Regions from separate parts of the Mus musculus genome. Here region 2 is linked to region 1. The links are chromatin contacts, called in public promoter capture Hi-C maps. All regions are on one chromosome and are shown on one strand. The core of a region is the stretch at or near the end of the contact, and the rest is flanking DNA. Distances in the headings are between cores, read along the strand shown. Region 1 holds the start of Cbfb (core binding factor beta). Region 2 holds the start of Ces2e (carboxylesterase 2E).

What was found. Capture Hi-C pulls out chosen DNA fragments and counts their contacts.
Region 2: a promoter capture Hi-C map of liver shows a contact between it and region 1. The contact joins the promoter of Ces2e here to the promoter of Cbfb in region 1. A contact is called at or near these places in 2 of 39 promoter capture datasets (hippocampal neurons and liver) and 1 of 9 other capture datasets (liver).

What each region holds. Positions count from the first base shown.
Region 1 is chr8:105,168,481-105,172,072 of GRCm38.p6, reverse strand. Cbfb (core binding factor beta) reads right to left here and starts at 1,399. Exons shown (of 6, transcript NM_001161458.1): 1 at 1,020-1,399; 2 at 681-767. The coding sequence starts at 1,097.
Region 2 is chr8:104,924,535-104,928,145 of GRCm38.p6, reverse strand. It overlaps Ces2e (carboxylesterase 2E), which reads right to left and starts at 1,886. Exons shown (of 12, transcript NM_172759.3): 1 at 1,750-1,886; 2 at 934-1,138. The coding sequence starts at 1,825.

The DNA.
Region 1 (3,592 bases), core at 150-2,649:
CTCAGACAGGCACATCGAGGTTAGAAAAAGGAAAATATAGATTTCTTTCGGATTCTTAACATTTTAAGAAAAGAAAATTGTTCATCCACTGGGGCCCTTTCTCTCGTCTCTCTCTTCTATTAGGACAGTCTCTCTCTTCTATTAGGACAACAGATAAGTGGAATAGATTTACTCTCGGCTGTACTGGGAGATAGCTTCTCATATAGATTTACCAATCTCGCTTCTCAGAAACAAGCCTATCGCTGATCCCCCTCCAATGATTCTTTACACGTAGGGCTGTATCCTTCCTACAAGCACCCCGATGTCTGGCGGAGGTCACAGCCTAGGCGACAACCTCCGCCAAGCTCCGGTTGGAGCTCCGCTCGGATTGCCGAGCCGGCACTAGGACACGCAAACCATCCCACGAACCGAACCATCGCGGCGGGCCAAGGAGAAGGCGGGTCCGCCCGAGGGCCGAGCCGAGCCGCCCCGCCAGCATCTGCCTCTTTCTTGCTTTTCGAATCCGGACTAAGGAAGTGAGCCTGCGCCCCCGGCTCAGTTCCGGGAGCCGCAGCGTCCGCGGCGCCGTCCGGAACACGCCCGGGGCCGCGCGCAACAAGTGACTGGCGCGCGCCTGGGTCCCCGCGGCCTCCCCGCGCGCACCGGGGGTAGGGTGGGGGGGTCCCTCCCCGGCGACTTACGATCTCCGAGCGACCGTCGCGGCAGGCGTTCTGGAAGCGTGTCTGGCGCTCCTCGTGGGGCCGGTCCCTGAAGCCCGTGTACTTAATCTGCAAGGCAGAGAGACGGCCCCGAAATCAGGAGTCAAATCCGCGGCGGCACCCGCCGGCCCGCCCGCCCGCTCCCCGCGGCTCCGATAAGGGCAAGCAGAGCCTGTGGGCGGACTGCTTGCCGGGGCGAGATTCCCCCTCGGCCGGCGCGCCGTCCCGGGGGCTTCCCGGCAACCGAGCCGCTCAAACTTTTCTCCTCCCCGGGCCCACTCGGGGCGCGCCGAGGCCTCCGCGCCTCCCCAACCGCCTCACCTCGCACTCGCGGCTCAGCTTCCTGAAGAACTCCTCGTTCTCGAACTTGCTCCTCTGGTCCGGGACGACGCGCGGCATCTTCCCGCCCTCAGGCCGCGCCGGCCGGCCGCGCTCCCCAGGCTCGCGCGGGCACCCGCTGGCGGGCTCCGGTGCTGACCGCCTTGACCGCCCACCCGCGGCACCCGGACTCCCGCTTCTCTTTGTTTCAGGAGCCCGCCCGCGTGGCCTCCCGCTCCAGGGAGGCTGAGGTGCGGCCGTGTGCTTGGAGCCCAACCCACGCTACCGCCGCCCGCCTCAGCCGTTGCCGGCCGTCCTCCCTCCCGCCCGCCCGCGCAGACACAGCTTCCAGCCTCCCCCGGCTGCGGCCGCCACTTCCTCTCGCCGCCCTCCTCGCTCTCCCGCCCCGCGCCGGCCCCACCCCTCCTCCTCCTCCTTCTCCTCCTCGCGCGCCCGCCCGCCTCAAACTCTAGCAAACAAGACGCACCATTCACAACTCCACGACCCGCGCCGCGCATGCGCCACCCACCCGCTTGCGGGGCCGCTGGGTTGCAGTGAAACCCTGCTCCTTCCTCAGCACTTCCCCTTGCCTGTCCGCGGGCTTCTCTGCGAACAACCCGCCCAGAAGGGATCCGCCCCTCTCTTAGCAACTAGAAGCGGACCCGCAGACCTTTTTTTTTTTTTTTTTGGCCCTTTGTGAGCGATCTGGAACTTCTTGGCTCCCCAGCCAGCCACGCAGAGTCACCCCCAGAAGGGCCACTTGAATTCAAGGAAACCTAAATCTTAGAGGACTTTGCATACAGGGAGGGATGTGGACTGTGCACTGAAAGGTGGAAGTAAGCATCTAACCAAATCATGGTGTAAAAAGGTGGTGGCTATTGAAACGGGGTTGGCCTTAGGATTCCGTGTAGCTCTGCCTGCAGACAAGGTTTAGACAAGTACCAGACCAGTAAGTCTCAGATTAGTAATTTCTAAAATGCACACTCATAAGTTCATGGCGTTAGTAGGAGAGTGTTTATGTAGATCTAGCACATCATTTAAAGGAAAACTATCTTAATTATATGTAACCGGTTGCCAGTCCATATTTTTACCCAAATGTGCAATCAAACAAGAAAAAAAAAAAAAAATCCAAGATCTGCAAGTTCTAGAGAACTTACCAGAGCAGAAGAAAACCAGACTCGGGGTTTGCAGCAGAGCTTGAGCTAAAGCTGACCCTCAATAAACTCTGATCCTTAAAAATCGCAGTTTGTTAAAAGTTCAGTTCAAGGATGGCAGGTAAGTGCCAACTCTTGGCAGCAGCTGGCCAGATGCTAAGGATTGTGAAAAGATACTCATAAGTCACTGGAATCAGTTCTGAGGTCAGTTGTTAATGCCTGCTTGAATACAGATTTTGGCAGAATTTCACTGCTAGTCCAGCCCAATCTCATTTATTAGATAGGGACCTAAACGTGGGTAAGGAACTGTCCTAGTTTGCCATAGACAGCTCTCATTTTTAGCAATGACCTCCCCCCGCCCCCCAAGCCTTCTGAAGCTGCTCAGTCCCTAACAAACTAGGAGGGTTAATCATCTTAACTGAAGTCTGGAGAGTTGATTACCCAAAATTAAAGGTTTGTTGGTGGGAGTGGTGTGTGTGTGTGTGTGTGTGTGTGTGTGTGTGTGTGTGTGTTTTGAGTAAAACATACTGCCATGATAAAACACCATGTCCAAGGCACGTTATAAGAAGAGTTTGTGTGAGCTTACCACTCCAGAGGGTTAGAATCCCTGAACGGTGGAGCATGGTGACAGAGGCAGGAAACTGAGGGCTCACATCTTTAATCAGAAAGCAGAATAAGATTTAGGAATGCCAGTGGCTTTGAAACCTCAAAGATGGCCCTGGGGACACATTTCCTCCAGCAAGGCCACACCTCAACAGTGCCATCACAGGGGATTAAGTATTCTAACATCTGAGCCTACGGGAGGGCCATTTCTCACTCAAACCACCACAGTCTAGGCGGTGCAGTTCAAACCCAGGGATTCACCTCATCAAGCGCTTTACCACTGAGCTGCAGTCCCAGCCTTCATGGTCAGGGGTTTTAGCAGTGAAATTTGTAAGCAGCACGTACTTACAGTGCCAGCGACTTTGGCCACCGAGGTGGGAAGATTTCTTGAGCCGAGGACCTGTGCCAAAAAAGAGAATCAAAAAAGGAGGAAGGAGGTGATTAGGTTGATGGTTTTAAAAGACATACTCCTTCCATTAGCAAATATGGAATTATCTCCTTCTTGGGGCAGGCACCCTCCATCCCACCCCAAGCCTATAGAACAGATTAGGTGCATGAATGGATGCCAACAACTTCTATCGATGGATCTTCAGCTATTTTACCATCTTTTCACTTAGTCATTCATTTATTTATCTATTATTTTTGGTTTTTTGAGACAGGGTTTCCTCTGTGTAATGCTAGCTGTCCTGGAATTTACTCTGTCCACCAGGCTGGCCTGGAACTCAGGGACCCACCTGCCTCTGCCTCCCAAGTGCTGGGACTAAAGGTGTGTACCACCACTGCATGGCTTCATTTATTTATTTATTTTTAATGTTTGTG
Region 2 (3,611 bases), core at 637-3,136, 240 kb after region 1:
AGATCAGGTTAGCCTATGGGGATTTCCTTGATTCTGTTAATTGAGGTGGTAAACTTTTCAACCATGGGGGGAACCATTCTCTAAGAAGGGGCTTCTGAATAGTATGAACAGAGAAGGCAAACTGAACATTAGGCAGTAGGTATGCATTCCTTGCTCTCTGGTCCCATTTAAAGATGTGATATTATTTATTCCCTTAAGTTTCCCCCTTGTAGTCTATGGTAACATGGAGTTGTGACCCATAATAAACAGTTTCTGTCTTAACCTGCTTTTTACCAGGTATTTTATCACAGCTACAAGAAACAAAATGAAGATACCAAGATAATGTTGTGCAATACCTACACAGGCACTAAGGGGTGCAGTGGACAATGTCCCAAAAACAATGTCCCAAAGACCCATGGGATGTTCTTTACCCTACTTCCAGAAACTCTCAGGACCTCTACTTCACACGTAATCTTCAGAGGAAGGTTTTATATGTTTCTTTGGACAATGGCACTTGGCTCCTTTGGTTGTATGAGGAACTGTAGAGGCTGGAGTTGTGAAAGGACACATCACTGCTGCCCTCCTGAGAGACTTATAGTACATTATACTTGACTCTGGGCTCTTGCTGGTTAAGGTGTTTATACTGACCTTTGTCCATAGACCTCATTTATGGTGGCAGAGATCACTTGGCATATTCTGAATCTAGGAACCATTCATATCTGTTTCTCACTGCAAAACTGAGAGATAACGTATAGGAACTGATCTTTGACCCAGGAGACTGGCAAAGTTTTTTCTATTAGAAGCCTTAGCTATGTATCTAAAAATGCACAACGCACTGCACATCATAGACAGAAAACTTCTATGGGGTTGAGAAGAAGGAAGCATTTCATTTGCTCCCAGAGCTTAAAGCATGCTTTTACCCCCGGCCTGCAATTGTCTAGGTCCAAAACTTACATGTTTGGATGTGAGGTCCCATCCCTCACCCCACTCCATGGCTCAGGGGCCTCAGGAGGTGCAAAGCGCAGTGGTCCTACAGGAGGCTTGGCAAAGGGGATTCCCAGGAAGGTATGAACAGCGATGTCAGTGTCCTTCACGTGGACAAGGCTGCCTCTCACCTGGCCTGTGTGTGTGTTCCTGATGGGGCTGGCTGAGTCCTGACCTGTGGGTGGAGATGCCAACATGGTTAGTTTTGCCCAGGCAGTTGCCACTACATGGTTTATTCCCACCTTATTTTCACTAAGTGCCCATGGGGAAGGGAATTTGGGGTGTGTAGGCTCAGGTGTGGGATGTGCGAGTAGGAGCTTCTACATAACCCCCAAGCCAGGAACATTACTTATACTCCTTTTGAATGGTAGCAGGGCATGTCTCTAAGGAGGAGACATGCTCAGAGCCACTTGACAGCATGGATGTATTCTTTTCATCATCACCGAAAGGTCTGTAGCAGCCACAGTCACACAGGGAGAGAGGAAATGATACCTTTGCTCTCTTTCCTCTAACCTTCAGGTGCAGCACTTCTTAGCCCTTCTTCCACTGGAATGATTGTTTTTGGAAAGGGGTGTTCATAGGTATTGCTGACCCTCTATGTGCAGCAGGGTTCACTCTGTGGGCTTTGGTGAAGGCATTGGGAGGCACACATTTTCCACCCTTTTTATCTGCCATCTTTACCAGCTTTTCCCTCCCTGGTGACTTCCCTCCCACAAACGAACCTGCTGACTCCGAGGAACTGAGCAGCTCTGACCTGTTCCTCATTGCTCACTGAATGACTCTCACCTTGCACATGCAGAACGAGAAGCAGGACCCCACAGGCCACAGCATTCAGCCATCCAAGAAGTTTGTATAGTGGCATAGTCAGCTCTTAGATCTGAGTCTGTGTTGCTCCAGGATATCTGTGTGCTATGGACAGGAAATAAAAGATGTGGGTCTTGCCTAGGCAGGAATTTGGACCTAAAATAAAGTAGGCAGGAAATTCACTAGGGCGGGGCAAAGTTCGTATTGCCAAAGAAGAGCAGGCCAGCAGGAAGCCAAAGCAATCTCTATTCCTGCTCTTTGGCCTCCTAGAAAGGTATATCATGCCATCTGAAGTCCTTCTGTAACACAGGGAGTCCTATATTCAAGCCTAAGTCAATTCAAACCATGATCACTGTCCTTGTACTCATTGGGCAGATGTTAGTGTTGTTCTGGAGTTCAGAGAACAGGAATCTGTAACAGAGACAGCCTGGGGGGCTTCTTCAAGTAGGTATGTATTCAAGATAAGAGAGGGGAGGGGGAGGGAGGGGGAGAAGAGAGGGAAGGAGGGAGAGAATGTGTTCAGAATATGTCCATTACAGTGATCTTAGGGTCTATATGGACCCCTCCACATGTGTCCTGGCTATTTCACTGAAACACCACAATGTGGCACTTCGCAAGTCTCATTCCTTATTCACACCACCTCTGTAATATATGTTTCCTCTTTTAGCCAGCTCCTGCTGAGATCAACTTTCATAGTTCTTTATCTACTTAAGGAGCACTTTCCATTTTTTTCTATTTCTTTCTTTCTTGTGCATGTGTTTATATGCATGTGTGAATGCCATGCCACACATGTGAAATGCCTCTTCCGTCAGTCAGATCATTCCACCATGTGGATATAGGGGACCCATTTTAGGTCTCTGGCCTTTTGAAAATTCCTTGGCACATTGTGCCATCTCCTGGTCTTCACTTAGCAAACATTTACTCAGGTCCTGCTAGTCTAACACTGAACTCTCAGTGTCTGAGCTCTCAGAGTCTATGATAAAGCCAAAGGTACAGGTCTACACTAGGTGTGTAATAATCACAAAGAACCCTGGCAGAACACACCAAAGAGTACAGGACTAGGAGCTCCCACAATGCCCAACGGATCTCCTAGAGGGCATGATACAGGGATCAAAGTAAGCCTGAAGTCTGAGAATTTGCCTTCACTCTGTATTTCCAGATCCTGATAATTTATGGGCCTAGCACTGCGGGCGGAGCTACATCCTTAAGGCTTCTCTGTCTCTGCAAGCATGATACAGCCAAGCCTTTCCCTACCAACACTGGCTATTGTTTCAATGTAGTGGCTGCAATGCACTCCTGACCAGTCTGCTGTCCCAGCCCTCACTGGCTGCTCCTCTCCCTCCTCTCAGTTCCTTGAGCAAAGAAACTGATGCGCTGTAGGGCTACGAGGTCGTCTTCAGTTCCTTCTTTCTCAGGGTCAAGGAATCAGCATCTTCAAGTTTTCAGGGCTTCCTGGTGCTTCCTCTTAATACAAGACTTTCTCAGCTCTACTGGTGTAGTGGTTTGAAAGAGAATAGCCTTTACAGACTCATATATTTGAATGTTTGCTTTCCAGTTGATGGACTGTTTTGGAGGAATTAGGAGGTGTGCTCTTGTTGAAGGAGGTTTGTCACTGGGGGTGGGATTTGAAGTTTCAAAAACCCATGCCAGGACAAGTCTCTGCTTTCTGCTTATGGATCAGAATGTAAACTCTCAGCTACTGCTCCAGCTCCGTTCCTGCCTGCCTGCTGCCATGCTGCCCACCAGGATGATGGTTCTGAACTCATCCTCTGAAATGTAAGGAAGCCCCCAATTAAATGCTTTCTTTCACAAGTACTCTTGGTCATGGAGTTATCTATAGAACA